2 separate regions of the Danio rerio genome follow, and region 1 is linked to region 2. The links are chromatin contacts, called in public HiChIP or PLAC-seq maps. All regions are on one chromosome and are shown on one strand. Each heading gives the region's core, a stretch centred on a gene start, on an enhancer-like site or on the middle of the called end of the contact. The rest is flanking DNA. Distances are from core to core; before and after follow the strand shown.

Evidence for each region. HiChIP or PLAC-seq counts read pairs in DNA pulled down with a chosen protein or histone mark.
Region 1: an H3K4me3 HiChIP or PLAC-seq map of embryo shows a contact between it and region 2, with 7 times the contacts expected there. The contact joins two enhancer-like sites. A contact is called at or near these places in 2 of 4 datasets of contacts at active chromatin or transcription factors (caudal fin and embryo).

What each region holds. Positions count from the first base shown.
Region 1 is chr7:37,092,323-37,096,579 of GRCz12tu, reverse strand. All of the region lies in intron 1 of tox3 (TOX high mobility group box family member 3), which reads right to left. Among named protein-coding and RNA genes, the nearest start is that of tox3, 220 kb to the right of the region's middle. Within about 2 kb of position 2,474, at least 4 of the 62 cell types and tissues checked have an H3K27ac peak or open chromatin away from gene starts, as enhancers often do.
Region 2 is chr7:36,911,995-36,916,148 of GRCz12tu, reverse strand. The region is part of intron 1 of tox3 (TOX high mobility group box family member 3); the gene reads right to left. Among named protein-coding and RNA genes, the nearest start is that of tox3, 39 kb to the right of the region's middle. Within about 2 kb of position 1,473, at least 4 of the 62 cell types and tissues checked have an H3K27ac peak or open chromatin away from gene starts, as enhancers often do.

The DNA.
Region 1 (4,257 bases), core at 1,225-3,724, 180 kb before region 2:
GCAGGCGTCATAGGTCACAGCGGAACGCTTGACATAGAAGTATAAACCAGCATTTAGTGTTATTGCCAGGGCAGCACAAACAGATTGCAGAAGTATAAATGCTCTCAACGACAGCGTGTATAATGTACTACTTGACGCAGAAGCATGAGAATGTATCACTTGACGCAGAAGCATTTCTATATGGACAACTTTTGTGCTATGGTCAGCTTGCTCTGTAGCTCATTTTGTACATTGTTGTACTTGCGATGCAGAGCGCTCAAGTTCAAGTCCAGTGGAGCAGGTTCCACAATACAGATTAAAGCAATGTAAAAAAAAATCAAGATAAAACTATGTGGTTGCAGCAGTGCACCCTTCTCTTAAGTTTGCTTTTGAAAACATTATTGGCTGGGTTTAGAAAAGGGTTTAGGTTAGAGATTTACTAAATGATCTTTACAGCAAGCCCCACCTTCTCATAGACATGTACAAGAAAGTGTATCTGAAACGTTTAACAAAATGTACCCTAAGTAATTCATTTTAGTTCTGCAAACAGGGTTCATACATATTTTTACTACTAAAATTCCATGACTTTTCCATGATTTTTCCCAGACTTTCAAGTAAATTTTCATGACCTAATGCTTCATGCAATATCTACAAATGTGTGATAAAAGAAAAACAATGCATGTTCAAATTTATTACAGCATATCGTAAAACACTAAACAATCTATTTTGTTTCAATTTATATTTATATCTATGTAAAATTGATTGAGGGAATGCTTACAACGCAATAATAATGTGAGAGTATTTGATTGGCCAAGGACAGAAAAGTAAATAACCTATATTTAAGTATACAGATATCTGTTTTGCATGACTTTTCCAAATCTTTGTGGGTTTTTCTGTTTTTCCAAAACTTTTGCAGGCCTGGAAAATGCCATGTCAAAATTACATGACTTTTCCAGGTTTTCCATGACCGTATGCGCCATGTGTAAAAATGTAGACAGCACCCTCTAGTGGATTTGTCATCTGAAACATGCAACAAGATATATACACGGAGCAACGTACATTATGATTAGAAAAAATGTAGGCTGAGGCAGATATTATTCAACGAGCCTGGGTTGGATCTAACTAGACTTCTTCTTGTCTGTACATTACCTATGCTTTTCTGTTCAAAATGTGATATCTGAATGTTCATTTTTTCCTCACAAAAACAAATGTTCATGAAGTAATGTTAAACTGAAAACTGACTGTTATGACAGATTATTTAAAGTATTAAGTAAATGCTGATAGTTGACAATCAAAGGAAAGTAAATGTCATTGGAAATTGCAATAACTTAGAAAGTCAAAACAATCTCTGATTGGCTCTATAAACAGTCTGACTAAACCCACACAACTTGTCATTCCCTGCTGGGAGTTTGTATAATGAAAAACCTCAGTGTTGACTATTTGGACCTTTTATGGCTTTGTTTCGTTATGGTTGTATCATTAGCACAACATACATTAAGCCTTTTACATTTAAACAACAAGTGAATTATTGTGCAGAACTGCATTGGTTCTAAAGCAATTTGTTTATGTCGATGTCAAGTTGAGAATGCATACATGCACAAACATTTCCAGGACAACAGGACAAAGAGATTCATCCATCTCTTGCATAACTGAATGATGCTTTTCATGAGAGAGAGAGAGAGTGGGAATAGAGAAAAAATAAAGGGAGTGAATAGAGTTAGGAATGCTGACAACCACCAAACGAAAGACGGACATTCCCTGCCAAAATGTGCTGTCTCATTATCCGTGTAATCGTTATACCATCTCCCAACAGCCTAAATCTTTTCAGTCAAAATCATCAATCAAACATAGTTCCTTTGCATAATAACAAGGCCTTTTTTCTATTAGACTATTAGACATCTGTAACTAATCAGAGTAAATTCAACCATTCACCTAGAATGCAAATTACTTCTACCTGACATTATGTAAATAAGACCACAAGCGCACTAAATTATAAAGCCGGCAGGGTTCGGTCCCTTATGTCTTTGATATACAAGTACTGTTGATCAATACGAAGCACTAAACATAGAACAGAAACAGAAACGCCATTTAAAAATGTCACTCAGAATTCCACTAAACCAAAAATAAAAATCACATTGCATTCTGCAGATGTAGGCACTGGTTTATTTAAGCCATCAGGAACACTTTTCTAGTAAATTTCACTGACTGCTACCACATGTGTTCGCTTCATAAACCCAATGCTCCTGCACAAACCACACTCATTACCCAGAATCCACTGCATACAGTGTGGCTGCAGACACAAATCAAGACCCCCTAAAGCTGCCTCAAGGGTACAGCCTTTTAACAGGTTGCCCTAAAGTTCAGTTTAAGAACTTATGGCCTAAGACACGGATCTGTTCCTGTGCTAAAACGATTCATGTATTGGAACTGTCGATGGGACACACCTCCTGATTTCTGACTGTTTGCAAATTAGCTGCTATCATTGACCTTTACAAAGCCTGTGGTTTCAGTTTCAACATTTTAAAATTATTGCAGTTATCATTTATGTGGTGGTGGTGGTGATGGTGGAACATCTAAACTTGCACTACAAATAAAGATATATAGAGTACACAAATATTAATGCGTTTTAAATTAACATTGATAGTTAAAAGAAGTGAAAACATGAGTTTACCATTTGTTGATTTTGCTGAGACATATGAAACCACATAAATATGTCACTGTAATAAACAAATAAATAAACAAGCTATATTTATAAAGGATTACTTGCCCAGTGCGACAAACAATGTCTGTGCTGTCCACCTCCGACAGGCTCTAATATTAACCATAATGTAATACTTTTAAGAATAATGGCTAAATAGTTATAGCTCAAGTACTTAGAGGACAATATTCAGGGTCTTTGACGTTATTAATCTTAACTTCTAGAAGCCTATTAAAAAGGCATGAAGTTATGTAAAAACTTAACTTAGACGCTTTAGGTTAAGCATCATAAAATTGTGTTTGTTGAAGATACAAACTTGAAAGATCAAAGATCACATCTAAAAAAACCTTTTTTATACAAACTACAGTTTATTGTGACAGCATCTAAATTATTTTGATTTGAAGAAGATAACGTGGGGAAATGTGTTTTTACAACAAGACAGAAATGCAATATGTCTAGTTTGTTACCGTGTTACTTTACTGACAATTCTGACAGTATTTATAAGTAGGGTCAGGATAATGTAGTCTCTGATGACAGAGCTGTGTAAACAAAGTCATGCTCCTCTAACACACAGAACACCTGCCAGTCTTAAACACTTTGACATGATATTTTATAGTTCTCTGAATTAGCCCACTAAACAACAACGTTTGTTGGGAGAGCTAAAACTCTGGAATCACATAACTGTTCCCCCAGGAGCACATAAAAACATTCCTGTCATATCAAGCAGAGACTGTAAGAGAGCACAATTCATGCATTGTCCTGTAACACTGACAGCCTTTTGTCTGAAATTCTTCTTTAACTGCTGAAGGCATGTATCTCTGTTTTATTAGAGTCATTACTAAATTTACAGATATGGAGCTCTGGAAAAGACATACAAAAAGGATTGTTACACGGTTAGGATTGATTCTTAAGAAATCTCTTTAAAAGTGTCTAACAAATACTGACTGAATAAGCAGTGTTTAGGAAAAATAGCTTAGGACTAAGAAACTGAACAGAAAGAGTGAGGAATATGGCAAGCTGGTTATTCCTTAAAATTCAGCAATATTTTTTATTTGTTCCGACTTTTAAATTATTGGTAATCTAATAACAAGTGACTCTTAGTCAGTTCCATAATTGTAAACTGTAAATGCATTTCAGTTATTACTAGTAAGATTAGTATTATGAGAACAATAACAGTTTAATGTGTTTCATATGTAGTGGTAAAATAGGAATAGAAGGTAAAGAGCACATGGTCGACATAAATTAGTAATTACTAAATGAAAATCAACGATTGCTTCTATTATCAAGTAGCAAAGTAGTACAAGTATGTTGTGAAACAGTGGTTACTAGTGAGTTGCAATTGTATTTAAAAACTATTTAAAAATAATTACTAGTAACACAATATAATCTCATGTCGTAAATGTAACAACGGCTTGCCACAAGTGAGCGTGTTTTTGGCAGTAGCTCTTCCACCTGCTCCGAATGACGGACCTTTACGAAGTAAAATCACTGAAAACATCACGACCCTTTAATCAAACCTCTCCAAACTTATTGTATCTAACTTTAACTTGTTCAGGACAAGTGCGTAGGACCGAAAAAGA
Region 2 (4,154 bases), core at 224-2,723:
CTCTGTTGCCAGGTTACACCATTTTGGAAATTTAACCTTCCAGTTTTTGCACAGAAAAGACAGATTTTTCACAGGATTATACATTTATTCAACAGGCTACAACAAGTCTGTTTTTGTCACATATGTTTCCTGGTAAGTATTTCAGTGAAATGACTGAAATCCAGGACAAGGTCTCTGCAGGTGTCACCAAGTTAAATTTAAGACTTTTAAGACATTTTTAAGACCATTATTAAGGAAATTTAAGACTCATACAGTGCTAAATGCAAATGATTGTTTTTGAAAATACCAGTTAAAAAATATTTTTACCTGCTACTTGCCCTATCAAAGACAATTAAACTTGAATACATTTAATAATACAACAATAATAATAATTTAGCTTGAATATTTTTTATTAATATTCAAATCTATTAACAAACCCTATAACCCAAGAATAGAACAAAACATAGCTGTCAATTACTTCAGTCCACAATAATAATAATTTAATAATAAAAAATATTGATCAGGTCAGTATCCTGAGCAGTAAATAGAGAACTTTTAAGCAAATGTTACTATGATGAAAGTAATTAATGGCATTTTTTAAAATAAAAAGATTGAAGTTTTATTGAGATTGGAATTGTTGGTGATTGCTTGGGCGTTAACGGCCAGACTGGGTAGCTATACATGAACAAAGGAAAATTAAGACCTGTTATAAAAGATTTAAGACCAACAACATCACATTTAAGACTTTTTAAGGCCTAAAATTTAGTTTTTAAGATTTAAGACTTTAGGACTTTTCAAGACCTCACAAATACCCGCCAGGAGGTACTCACAAGCAATCATCATATACTGTACATTGCATTTTTGTGACTTGCTGATAGCTGCATTTATGTAACTTCTTGTTGCTAAAAAGATGTTACTAATCTAGAGTGAGTACAAAGTACTTAATTAAAAGAAGATAATCAAGAGCAATGGCTGTGAGTGTCTGTAAGGTAATTAAATATCTGATTAAAGATATTTGAACGTATAAAGACACAGTACTCCTTGTCTGTTGTACAAAAAAAACAAACAAAAAAACAGTAATGATCAAGATAAGGAACAATCGATGCTGGATACATCACACTGCAGAACTGCAGGCTGAATCATTAACTTCTTTTGAGATGCTAAAACATACTAGATCACTAATTTGTCTGAGTGACAGTTTAGTTTAGAAATGGGTTTAAAGGGATTTTTCGGGTAAGACTTAATTTCCACCAAAGCCAAAAAGGAAGAAAAGCCAAATATAAAAATCTATGGCCTTGAATCAGAAATAAAGCAAGCATCTTTGGCTTCCTAAAGACTGTAGAGAGCGGTATAGTCCCACTGGGATCATTCAAGTTGTACTGTGACATTCAGCACATACCTATGAGAAAGAGAGCAATAGAAGCAGAATGAGCAGTAATAATAACGCTCCGACAAGAGAAAGAACAAATAAATGAGTAACAGAAAGGGAAAAGCGGTAATGAAAGAGTCAGTGAGTTGTAAAGGCTGTTAAAGCAGCTCATCTGAAAAAAGGCTGAATTGTTTTCTCCTCCTTTGTGTGATGCCATTGAATCGAACCGTATTTCTTTTTTATCCGACATGCATTGGATTTAATCTAGCCTGATGGCAAAGTGAACACGATGACAAACAGCTCAAACATGAACAACATATTAAAGCCTGATGCATATATCTAATGGGCTATTTGTAAAATTAAAAGCTCTTCAGCCTGAATGTCATTGGTCATCGCAGATGGAGAGTAAAAGAGGGGTCTGACTCAACAAATTGGTTTAAATTGAAGTCTTCTGCTCATCACGTGTACAGTACGCCTCGAACATGAAGAAGAGGTTATTAGCATTAATGGAGGAGGCCAGTGAGGAGCACCATCTCTCTGCTAGTGGACGGATCCGATGGAGCAGTAATATTCTAATTGGATCCATCCCATTAAAAAAAGCTTGTTTTCCTTGATTACTTTGATGTTTGGCTTGGAGCAACGGGGGCAGTTCCATTTATTTACTCCCTTTCTCTCCCGCTCTCTCCTTGACTTAATAAATTGGCTCAGTGAGATCAGCCTCTTTCATGAAACACTCTAGTGCCCCCTACAGGCGAGCATCGGAACAACAAAGATTAGCTATTCTGAGCACGTGGCACTCGGGAAGAACAGAGTAGATCAAAACAGGCCTCCAGATTTATGATTTCATTCTGTTGCCCCATGAAATTCCTTTTAACTGTCCTGTTCATCAGTGTGATTCAGCAATCTTTCATGTCACCTTGAACAGGATGGCAAAGTTGCATGCACGTTTTCAACTGTGATCTCATTTTTTGTCTCTTTTAATTGCACGATTATATAGTCAATGTAAAAAAAGGGTCTTCTCATACCAGCATCGTCCCCAGAGTCTGCTTTCATATCAGACAGCTAAGCATTTGGATACAAAAGCGCACTGAGGCTGCTACTAAACTCCCGGATCTCAATTAAACTAGGATTATAGGTCAATTAAGGGACTAAAAGAAACAGAGAGATGTAATGCAAGATAAAAAACCTTTTTTTTTCACTGTGAGGATGGAACAAATCGAGGGCTTTGGGAAAGCAGGACTGACACACTGAAAAAAACTATTTATTGGACTACATTTTTTTTAGGTAATTAGCGTAGGTAATTAATGTTAACTAACGTTAGTTAAGCATTAGGTAATGTTGAAATAGTGTACATTTTTTCAAAAAGGTTCTCAATTTTATAAACAAATGCTTTGTTAATGATAAATCATGTTAGTAAATAGTTTACAATCATGAATAACAGTTGAAGCTCAGGTTTCGATGTAATGCACTCTAATAGTCCTTCTTTGTCCCTGACATTGATCAGGAACTAACTATGAACTTATTATAAGCTCTACCAATTATGCATTAGTATATGAGTAGTTAGGCGGTGCAGTAGGTAGTGCTGTCACCTCACAGCAAGAAGGTCACTGGTTCAAGCCTTGGCTGGGTCAGTTGGCATTTCTGTGTGAAGTTTGCATGTTCTCCCCACGTTTGCATGGGTTTCCTCTGGGGGCTTTGGTTTCCTTCACATGTCCAAAGATACATACAGGTGAATTGGGTAAGCTAAAATTATCTCTAGTGTATGTGTATGAATATGAGTGTGTGTTCCCCAGACATGGGTTGCAGCTGGAAGGGCATCCGCTGCGTAAAACATATGCTGGATAAGTTGGCGGTTCATTCCGCTGTGGCGACCCCGGATTAATAAAGGGACTAAGCCGAAAAGAAACTGAATGAATGAATAGTTAACATGAACTAAGTTTGTGTATTTCTGAACCTGATTTTTTGTTCATGTTAACTAATGCGTTAACAAACATTATAAGCTTTCATAAACAAGGATTCAGTATTGCTTTATAAATGTGTTTTTCATTATTAGATAAAGTTATCTATTCCATTAACAAATGCGTTAGTGTATGAGTAAGTAAACATTAACAAATTAAGCTGTTCATGTAAAATGATGCATTAGATCAGGGGTTCTCAACTGGTTTGGCCATGGGACCCACATTTTTACATGGCCATCAAGCTGCGACCCAAATTTTTTAGGAACTATAATACAATTTTAGGATTTATAATTAATTTGTATTTATTTGTTAACATAAACTAGTAACAGATACATCATAAGACATTCACCAAGACTTACAAGTAAACAATATTTTATTGCTGTTATTGCTGGATCAAATTGCAGATATTTTACAAAGTAAAAACAACAAATACTGTTAATAATAAACTTAATAAAACGTGTTTTCTGGTTTCTAAATGTTGTTTTAATTTAGCAGGTTTTATGCTCTATTTTGAGAGCACCTCACTACATATGACACTGAGGCTTTAAGTCTTTTTTTCATCAATATATATATATATATATATATATATATATATATATATATATATATATATATATATATATATATATATATATACCTGATATATATCAAAACTTTACATATTCGGGGTCGTACTTGCACTTCGACATATTTGTTGCAATAATTAAATGAAATTTCACATGTCAAACGGTAGAGTTGTCGTGCACAAACTTAAAAATAAAAGTCCGGTATAAGCAAAATAAGTTTCTGTTTTCTGTTTAATAAAAAAAATTATTTTGGTTGTTTTTTTTTTTTCAACCACACACTCT